2 separate regions of the Pan troglodytes genome follow, and region 2 is linked to region 1. A link is a contact called in public capture Hi-C data. All regions are on one chromosome and are shown on one strand. Each heading gives the region's core, a stretch centred on a gene start, on an enhancer-like site or on the middle of the called end of the contact. The rest is flanking DNA. Distances are from core to core; before and after follow the strand shown.

The links. Capture Hi-C pulls out chosen DNA fragments and counts their contacts.
Region 2: a contact with region 1 is called in a capture Hi-C map of stem cell-derived neural stem cells, with 4 times the contacts expected there. The contact joins two enhancer-like sites. A contact is called at or near these places in 4 of 7 Hi-C or Micro-C datasets (blood, induced pluripotent stem cells and stem cell-derived neural progenitor cells) and 1 of 1 other capture datasets (stem cell-derived neural stem cells).

The regions. Positions count from the first base shown.
Region 1 is chr11:74,859,718-74,864,896 of NHGRI_mPanTro3-v2.0_pri, reverse strand. No RefSeq gene overlaps it. Among named protein-coding and RNA genes, the nearest start is that of SLC28A3, 58 kb to the right of the region's middle. Within about 2 kb of position 2,691, at least 9 of the 24 cell types and tissues checked have an H3K27ac peak or open chromatin away from gene starts, as enhancers often do. A contact at or near this core is called in stem cell-derived neural stem cells, where this site is marked.
Region 2 is chr11:75,706,354-75,711,933 of NHGRI_mPanTro3-v2.0_pri, reverse strand. The region is part of intron 2 of LOC104007909 (a long non-coding RNA gene); the gene reads left to right. Among named protein-coding and RNA genes, the nearest start is that of AGTPBP1, 480 kb to the left of the region's middle. Within about 2 kb of position 1,528, at least 2 of the 24 cell types and tissues checked have an H3K27ac peak or open chromatin away from gene starts, as enhancers often do. A contact at or near this core is called in stem cell-derived neural stem cells, where this site is marked.

The DNA.
Region 1 (5,179 bases), core at 1,442-3,941:
TGTGTGCTGAATCTGCCTCTGGGTGGGGCCACAGGATCAGCTGAGTCATGAGTCATGAGTCCAGGTGGGGTCAGTCTGAAAGATATCTTGAAAGATCAGGCTGCGTTCAGTGGCTTACACCTGTAATCTCAGCCCTTTGGGAGGCCAAAGTGGGCAGATCACCTGAGGTCCAGAGTTAAAGACCAGCCTGGCCAACATGGTGAAACCCCGTATCTACTAAAAATACAAAAATTAGCTGGGCGTGGTGGCAGGTGCCTGTAATCCCAGCTACTCGGGAGGCTGAGGCAGGAGAATCACTTGAACTCAGGAGGCAGAAGTTGCAGTGAGCTGAGATTGAGCCATTGCACTGCAGCCTGGGCGACTCCGCCTCAAAAAAAAAAAAAAACAACAACAACAATCTTAGGTTCTACAATGGTGATGTTATCTACAGGAGCAATTGGGAAAGTCATAAATCTTGTGACCTCTGGCCACATGACCCTTGAGCAGCAAGGTATTATAGAAATTATGCCCTTCTTATCAGAACTCAGGCCTCTCATAATCCTAACATTGTGGACTTTTGTTAGTTTTACAAAGGCGATTTAGTTTGTAGAAGGGATATTATCATCTCTGCTTTAAGGTTAAACTATAAACTAAATTCTTCCCAAAGTTAGCTTGGCATACGCTCATGAATGACCAAGGACAGCTTGGAGGTCAGAAGTAAGATGGAGTCAACTGTATCAGATTTCTTTTTTTTTTTTTTTTGAGACAGAGTCTCGCTCTTGTTGCCCAGGCTGGAGTGCAATGGCATGATCTCGGCTCACTGCAACATCCGCCTCCCAGGTTCAAGCAATTCTCCTGCCTCAGCCTCCTGAGTAGCTGGGATTACAGGCATGCACCACCACACCCAGAAAATTTTGTATTTTTAGTAGAGATGGGGTTTCTCCATGTTGGTCAGGCTGGTCTCAAACTCCCAACCTCAGGTGATCCGCCCACCTCAGCCTCCCAAAGTGCTGGGATTACAGGCGTGAGCCACTGCGCCTGGCCTTAGATTTCTTACCGTCATAATTTTGCAAGAGCAATTTCAATACCAAATGTACAGTAGTCCTGATCCTATCAAAGGACTCCAGTACTGAGGAAAGGGTGAGCTGAATAATCTCCAAGGCCCCTCTAACTCAGAACCTGTGAGGATCTCAACTTCACTTTTCTGCAGGGCTCTGTGTGTGTTTCAGGCTAAAAAGTTGTGCTATGTTTTAAATGTCCAACCCCTTCAATGCATCTTTGCAAATGCATGTATTGGGAGACATTAGGAGATAACCTCAGAAGCCTAGACCTCAAATCAAATGTCAAAAGACATTTTTGAGCTAATTCTGGAGGAATTTGAGTATGGGTCAGAATTATATGATATTGAGAAGTTATTATTTATTTTCTCTTTTAAAAAACAATTTTAATATTTTTAAAAATATCTTTATTGAGATGGGGTTTTACTATGTTGCCCAGGCTGGTCTTGAACTCCTGGGCTTAAGAAATCCTCCAGCCTCAGCCTCCCAAAATCCTGGGATTGCAGGTATGAGCCACCATGCCCGGCCTGAGAAGTTATTATTAACATGTAATAAAGGCACAGAAGAAATGCCCCGTGTAGGCGGAAATGACTAGAAACCTGGATATTTGCCTTTTTCAAGCGAAAATTTCAGCAAAGACAAACACAAAAAATGAAAGTATGATAATTTTTCTATAGCAAAATCTTCTTTTCTCCCCCTTGGCATGTGAATAAGAGCTATGTGGCAAAATCTTGATAATTGTTGAATCTAAGTAGTGGATAAATAAGGATTCATTATACTATTCTCTTTACTTTTGTATATATTTACATTTTTCAATAATAAGAAGAGTTTCGAGTTTACATCTGTGTCCACCCCCATGGTTATGACATTAGGGTCAAAAGCACCTTTGGAGCCCTCACCCTCACTCCGCATGGGTGGTAAAGGCTGGACTGGAAGGACGGGCCTTACCGGGCACAGCATCTGCTTCCCGGCCCGGGAAGAGCCAGCAACATCTTGAGGAAATAAATGCATACAAAGATCAACAGCTTGAAGGGGTGGATTTCAGGGCCCGTGTGCTTCACAGTGAGTCATCACTTCCACAGTCACAATTTCTCACTTAGAAGGAATCCAAAAAAGCACCCCTAACCATTGGATTCCAAACTTCATTGGGTTCTTCTGGGGTTTATTAAACCCACAGATTCCGGGGCTCCCAACTAGACCCATAGAATAGATTGAGCAGTGGCGGGGCCCCGGAATCTGTGTTAATTTATTCCTCCGGTGATTCTGGGACAGCCCTGAACTGGGGGCCTGGGAGCCTCTGAAGTGGATCAACGTCCCAATCCCACAAAGGAGAACGTGGCCCAGAAGGGCTTTGTAACCGGCCGAAGGTGACATCCCTGCGGCTTCCTCTCTCACTTTTCACAGCCACGCCCTCCCTGAGAGACCCCTCAGAAAGAGTGGGCCCCTGGAAACGCGCCAGCACGGGAAAGAAGACAGCCAAACACTCTCCATGAATGCACGCCCCGTCCTTGGCCTGGGGGACTCGCAGCACCCCTGAGCACCCGTGCCTGGCAGATGCAGCCACGCTCCTTGCCTTCAGGTCCCTCACACGGTGTCAGACCTAAAGCAGCCCAGCTTCTGCCTCTGATCCGGCCTCTGTGATATTGACCCCTGTCTCCTGCTAAGCAGCTCTTAGATGGGAGATGTTCTAATGGGAAAGAAGACAGGGAGGAGCCAGAGGATATCTGTTACAGCCATTACTTTCCACTCAGGATCCTATTTTGCATCTTCACTCGAGGCCTATAAATTGAACCTTGAGGGCGGGTCCCAGAAATCCGCAGCGAGAAGTTCATAAAACCAGGTCGGGTTGCCTTGGGCCAATTAAAGTGAAACACTGCCACCAAGTGGCCATTCTAGGTCATCACAGGCTGCCAGCTCCTTCCAGAGCACCTGCCTCTCTGCCAGAGACAAACAGCATGACAGAGCAGGTGGGCATGCCCTTTCCTTCTTTTTCTTAAAATTATTTTACTTATATTAATAGAAATACATTCACATGGTATAAAACGCATAAGGTCCAAAGTGGTCCTGGTGGTTGCCTCCAGAGCTAATGTAGATCCAGCTGAATGCCTCGTTAGGGGTCTCCATTAGGTCTTTAACCCTGTTATGCCTGCCATCTCACCAGTATCGTCTGTTGCTCCTTGTCCATAGGGGTTCTGTTCCCAAGTGCCCAGTGCTAACCTGCCTCTTAGAGTTTACTACAAATCTGGGTTGATTCAGCAACACCAAAGACCTGAGGCTAAATAAATTCTGCAACTCCTACCAGCCTTCCTGGTTCTGAACAACCCTGAGTATCCACCCATGGGTAGAGTGATAATCAAATGAGCCTCAGTTATACTGAGAGCCCAGGTAAGCAAAACTGTTACAATCCTGAAATGGGTGGTCAAGGGAGCTAATAGAATCTCCTTTCAAGATCTTTGTAATTGGATTAAGTTACAAAAGTATGCCATGTATAACAGTGAATCTCTAATGCCATAAAAGACAAAGCAAAATTAATTAATATGGGAGCCTGAGGACTGCCTTGCATTTGAAACTCACTTTCCAATGTCCGTTGTTTGTGTTTTGCTATGACTAATTCATTCATATAAGGTGTGTATATTTTACACCTATTTAGGTGAGCCACATGTGCCACACTTGCTACTGCTCTTAACATAATGGTAACTTGGAGATTATTAGGCAAAATATTTCCATTAGCTGCTGTTTTGTCAACTGATAGTTTACATAATTAATTGGACCTATGGCAAGTTTTAACTTTTGTCCTTGTTACATAATGGATCATTTTGAAATCAACTAAGAAATTGTCCTTTAGATTTTAATGATGGGCAAATGAAAGTAATGGCACTCAGCAGTATTTGATTTTAAGGAATCAGTCAAACAATCGTGGTTTAGAATAATTGAAAATGGAAAAGCCAGCATGTGTACAGGGAGGATCGTAGAATGTTAGAGCTGATGTCTAAGAGATGAAACCCTAGCACAACTCCTTTATTTTACAAGATGGGAACCTGAGGCACAGGAAGCTGAAGAGGCTCACCCATGGCCCTTCACTCATGTCTCAAATCTGCCACATGCTCCCTCCTAGGGGTACTGGCCAAGAGTTCCAGGTCTCTGAGTAACTCAGCAGCTACCTGGCTGTGAAACTCCAAGACATCATCCTACTCTCTCCAAGCCTCAATTTCCTCACCAGCAAAATGAGGAGACTGGACGATACAACATCTGTGATGCACCAATTTCCAAAAGAAACCCTTCCATACTCGTAACATTCAACATTAAATATGCATGAATCAATCGATGCACACAGATTTGCGACACTATCTGTTAAACAGAAACTAGCCACACCCTGTCAACACTGGTTTTCAGCGAGACCCTGTCATCCACCATGGTCTGCACTTTCATCAGTCCAATCGGGCTGCAGCTGTAATGCAATTTCCTCCACAGCTGGGCTTGACCCCAGGCCAACTTCCTACCTGCAAGTCCAGGTTGGTGGTAAGAAGCAAAATTCTCTGCAGCTGACTGAGGCTTCTTTCCCAAGTATTTGCTTCTGGAGATCTGTGCAAACACATTCACAGCTAATACGGTCCACTGGAAAGAATAACCTATCCTGGGAACCACAGGTGCCTCCATCAGAGTGGACAGGAGAGCCAGGCAGAACCTAGGTTCACAAAAAAACTCCAAGCGGTATCACTCAGCAGTCGTAGCTCCACTGGTCAAGATCAACCTACCCTACAATTCCACTCAGCTTCACTCCACCTCTCCTCACCTTCCTCCCAGCTTCCACTGCGAAAGAAAAAGTTTGGGCCAGGTGTGGTGGCTCACGCCTGTAATCCTGGCACTTTGGGAGGCCGAGGCAGGTGGATCACCTGAGGTCAGGAGTTCAAGACCAGCCTGACCAACATGGTGAAATCCCATTTCTACAAAAATACCAAAAAATTAGCCAGGCATGATGGCGGGTGCCTGTAATCCCAGCTACTTGGGAGGCTGAGGCAGGAGAATCACTTGAACATGGGAGGCAGAGGTTGCAGTGAGCCAAGATCGCACCATTGCACTCCAGCCTGGGCAACAGAGCAAGACTTCGTCTAAAAAAAAAAAATAATAAGGAAGGAAGGAAA
Region 2 (5,580 bases), core at 279-2,778, 850 kb before region 1:
GTAGCCACAAAGTGGGTTTGCCATGGGCATTATAAATTTATGCCTGCTTTCTAGTTTCAGTACTAAATGGAATAGAACAATCCAGAAGACAGATGAAGCAACACATTTTTGAATAACTACCATGTACTTTGTATCAGACTAAGGCTATGGGAGAGCACTTAACAGGGTTCTGTCTTTGAGGAGGTTAAAATATGCTGAGAAAATATGGCACACATATATCAGTGAGATGCTTCAATTGCAACAAAAGAAAACTCAGCTAGAATTGGCTTAGGCAAAACATAGGAATTGACTGTCTCTTAACTTCTGTTAAAGTTTCAAGCTAACTTCAGGCCTGACAATAAGCCACCAGATCTCAATATTTCTCTGTCTCTCAGTTGGGCACTGTCGTCCTCCCTGCATTGTCTTCATTCTCAGGCTCTTTGGGGACAATTCCTCCAGGGCTCAAGCCTAGTGGGATAAACCAACACCTCGTCCTATCTCTCAGACCAAAGCCCTACAATGAACCCTGAGAGGGCTGATTAGCAGGGCTTGCCCAAATGAGAACTGGAGGCTGATACCTGAAGCCCTGTGAGTAGAGGGGGGTGACCAGGAGATGACAAAAGACCACACATGCACAAGGACAATAAATAGGGTGAAGCAGAAAAGGTAAATGCAAATATCTCAGGTCCAAAGTCATTTGAGGGTTTCGGGAGAGAGAGGTTGATGTGATTGGAGTCACGAAGATAGGATAAAGAAAAGCTTGGTAAGGACCTTGCAGGACAATTTTTTGGCATCTTCTGTGCCTTGACATTTTCTGGAGAGCTTAGTATATATGAAGGAATGAAAGAGCTTCATGGACAGCACGCCAGTGTCACAGCCAGTGTCCAACACATGGTTTGTCCCCTTCAAAGTGATACAAACAGGAGACAGGGAAATACTGGGTAGAAGAGGGTGGTTCCCTGGCAAAGGCCCCACCCTCAAGCCTGGATACCCATGGCCCTAAATGAGAACAGGCATTCCTGTTTTCAGGCCCAAATCATTGCCTTTTGGCCCACCATGCCCCCTATCCTGTACCTATATCAACCCCAAACCCCAGGCTCCAGAGGAGACCAGCAGACAAGGAGATGAGACAAGCAGACAAACAGTGGAACAACACAGCAGAGACAGAGAGAAGAGAAGGAATGCCTGAATGCTGAGAGGAGTTTGGCCAGGGGTGGCTGGAGAGGAATTCAGCCACTGGATGACCCAACACCAAGGGAAGATCACCTTCCCACTCCATCTCTCCCTTCTGGCTCCTCATCCATCCTGCTGAGAGCCACCTCCAACACTCAATAAAACCTTGCATTCATCCCTCAAGTCCGTGCGTGACCCAATTCTTCTGGGACCTTGGGCAACAGCTGGGGATACAGAAACTGTCACACTGGCCCTCTGCCCTTGCAAAAAAGTCACCTACGGACAGCAAGGCTAAGACAGCATTGTAACACTGAGGTTGCAGGCACCCACCCCTAGACACTACCATGGGGCCGGAGCCCAAAGCGCTCACCCTGGCCTCTGCACCTGCCCATCTGCGTGCTCCCCCTCCCACAAGGGGCTTGAGCGACTGAACAGGCAAGCCATAACCCTGTTGCACATCCAGCGAGAGGGATCAGGAAACTCTCCCATTTGAAAGTGCAGTGAGAAAGTTGCTGCATTTGTAAATGCTCTAGGTGCAGGGCCATTTACTGAGTCCCAAGGTGCTTAGCTGACACATGTTTTGCTTCACGGTGATGGGGCAAGTTTCATTTCAGTTTTTGGTCTGCTGCTACTTGCTTTACACCTTGCCTGAGCAGATGATCTGCTATCTTATCAAACACATTCCCTAAGTCAGTTTTGAAACTGCAAGGCCTGGGAAGCATTCTTTCACCAGAAGAGCAAGCTCCCCTGCAGGGCAGATATGGCTCCCTCAGTGTGGGAGAGACCTGAGGGATTCAGCCCTGAGTTGAGTGGCAGACATTAAACCTTCTGTGGAATATTATTTCTGAAAGGAAGATCTCATATCCTTAGCTAATTTATTTTTATGCTGCTTTTTATATTGACCTGCCACATGAGAAAACAGTGATAAAAGCATTTATTAATAAACAGTGCTTCTCTGATTGCATCATGATGATTCTAGTTTGTTGGAATGCCACTAGGAAAAGATGTGGTTTGTTGTGGTGTCAGACTTGGATATAAACCATCTTTATCTTTTCTGTTGGAGCTCAGCAACAGCATATGTCAATATTGACCTAGGATCTAGGGCTCAGTGTTAGGTTTATCTGGAGGCTATGAAATTTGGGCTCTCACAGAACTTTCCAATGCACAAAGTTTAAAAGAAAGATAATCTAAAAACACAAGACATATGTATATATATATATATATATATATATATATATATATACACATACACACACACACATACTCCTATGGGCTGGAAGTGTTGATTAACTGGAAGGGTTGATTAACTGGACTCCCTGAAATAGTGTAAGATTCTAAGTATGCATTTGCTGGTGTCTTCTGGGACAGGTAGATGACAGTGAATTTCTCTTGTCCTCACATTGCACTACTAATATAGTGGGATCAAATCCATTGGTCTATTTCACTTTATCTTGGTAAAATGATGTAGTTCCTGCTTTATCTTTCTGAATATGTTGTCATTTTTTTTAAGCCTCAAAGTATTTCTCAAGAATATCTGAACGTCTTTTTTTCCAGAAAGTTTTGTCTCTTTCCAGTGTTTTAGACCTGTTTTTGCTCGCACATCAGAAGCTTTAGGATATTTTACATATAATTGATGTATTATCAGTCACAACTAAAAGCCCAGTGACTAAATGCAAGTTAAAATTTTACAAATTAGAATCCTATTTTTAATCAGAAGGGATGCTCGCCAAGTTTATTTGTTCCGCAAATACTCAATGAGAATATTTGCAGGTCAAACACTCTGCTTAAATATTACTATTATTATTAGTATAAGATATTTTTGTGCCTAAATGTAAAGGCATTTGTATTTCAAATATTGGCCAATTTTCTGTTCTAGATGTGAAAATACTATTTCTATATCCATATATGCATATGGATATATAAATATACATATGCATACACATAAACTTATACTTAGAAAAATATCAAGTCCATTATCACTTACTGGAAACCCTGCTGATTTTAATGAAGGTAGAGGATCTTGGTTAGATAATTAACGTCACAAGAAAGGGAAAATGTTCAAAATGAATGACTTTGTGAAATATTAATAGCTAAGGAAAAACAAGTAGATGATGAAGAGAATTTTTATTTTTAATGAATTAGGATTATACAATAATTGTATTTTGATTGCTGCTGGCTAACACTTATACACACCCCAATTGACCCTCTTAAGTCTTTAGATCTTTTCATTTAATGAAATCAGGTGAGAGTTTCTTCAGGGGCCTAGAGCAGTCCTGAGGCAAGAGATCTGAATGGAGTCATACTTTGCCAACCATGAGCTGTTTAACTTTAACTAGTTAAAACCCCTCTTGAAAAGTGAAGACGACGTGGTTCTAATGCTCCTTTGGAGTTCCAGGGGTCTATGAAATACAAGAGGAAGGAGAGTATAGCTTAAACTTCAGAGGGAACTTGTTCAAGTTCCACCACTTCCTAGCTCTGTAACCTTGGGCCTAATTATTTAAACCTCGTAATTCTCAGTTTTCTCATGGTATGATGTTGCTAGTAATAGTACTTAACTCACTGGGTTGGAGTGGAGGACAGAGTAAATGAGAAAGCGCAGGTGAGGTGTTTGGCACATTGTGTGTGGATGGGAGATAGTCAACTGATGGAAATCACCTGGAAGAATGATGACACTAGTTTGTTCTCTGCTTAGGAAAGTTGAATAAACAAGGATATCAGAGGCTCAGACAAATGGGAAAGATGGTGACAGAAGACAAACTGGGGCAGTGCCTCCTGTCTCAGTAGATCTCAGAGCAGTTTAGCATCGCCCTGGGTTGGTGGGGGCTAGCTTGCTGTTTAGGGCAGTCAAGCATCCGAGTACCCTGAAGGGATATTGGCTATGCTGTCTACACAACTTAAAAAGCACTTAGAGGAATGCAGTTCCATTAGACCAGGCATAATGGACGCACTCAGGGCATACTTTGTAAATACACGGCTAATGTCATTCTGATGTGTTTACAGGCCAGGAGAAGCTTCACACAGGTCAGGACCTTCGGATGAATCTGCTGGCTCTCGGGAGCCAGGCCCCTTCCCTCTCACACCCAGGACTCCATATTACTACTTGAACATGGAAAATCTTTTTAAATGACAGTAAATAAATTACTTTTCTGAAAGACTGCAGAATGACCTTGAAGGTACACGTGTCAGACCAGCACAAGGCAATTGCCTGGAGGTTAAGAAAAGCCATTATCTGACTTTGTAGCTGGTTAATTAAAGGCTATTTTTGTCATCTTCAATTCTGAGAAAATCAAGAGAGCTACAGCCACACTTTCACAAGAGAAATTCCTATAATAATAGGGTGGAAGAGGCAAAATGATCACACGCTTTTTCTCCTTTGAATAAGAGTTAGGCATTTGTCCTTCTCACATCCTCCAGAATTTGCTTGGTGCAGTGTAAACCAAGATTTGAAGCCTTCCCAGAGTCCAAATTACTTGTAGCTGATCCTCCAGGAGGATCTTCCTGTTGTGGCTTATCTGATACCTTTTTCCATTTTGCAAGGTCACTGGCGTTACTAATGATAGAATGTGATAGGTCTTAATATTATGCCTTAAAAGCTGATGAAGGTATTTTTTTTAGAATTCCTCCCTTTATATTCTGGAGACAAATTCTTTCTTTCTTTTTTTTTTTTTTTGTTTTTCAGCTGCATCAGGATCTCCTAGCTCAGAGCAGTTTTGAATTGATGCCTAATATTTTAAAGTTAGTAGACTACTAAAAAGTTATTTTTCTGGACATGGCACATTTTTGGGACTCATTTGCAAGACTGAAACAATTTGATTGCAATAAAAATTTATACAATTCAAAATTCCATCAAAGAAAAAACATCAGCTCAAGTCAATGACTTCTGATGGTTAGAGAGCTTCAGAAAACCTGAGTACCTACTATCTTCACTGCATTCACCTCTTTTTTTTTTTTTGGCATGGAGTTTTGCTCTTGCCACCCAGGCTGGAGTGCAATGGCTCGATCTCGGCTCACTGCAACCTCTGCCTCTCGGGTTTAAAGTGATTCCTGCCTCAGCCTCCTGAGTAGCTGGGATTACAGGCATGTACCATCACACCTGGCTAATTTTGTATTTTTAGTAGAGACCAGGTTTCTTCACGTTGGTCAGGCTGGTCTCGAACTCCTGACCTCAGGTGATCTACCCGCCTTGGCCTCCCAAAGTGCTGGGATTACAGGCATGAACCACCACACCCAGCCTGCATTCACCTCTTACATCCCCTTTAAGGACATTGGGTCTCCTTAGCAACAAAATGGGTGATAGGTTTTTCTTACTCTTTGCTTTTCTCTTCATTGGTAGAAATTTAGAATTATGCACTTCAAAGTAAAAATACTCAATTTAATTTTCAATTAAGTGAAACAATTAAGTTTACAAATCAGATGTTTACATTGAAT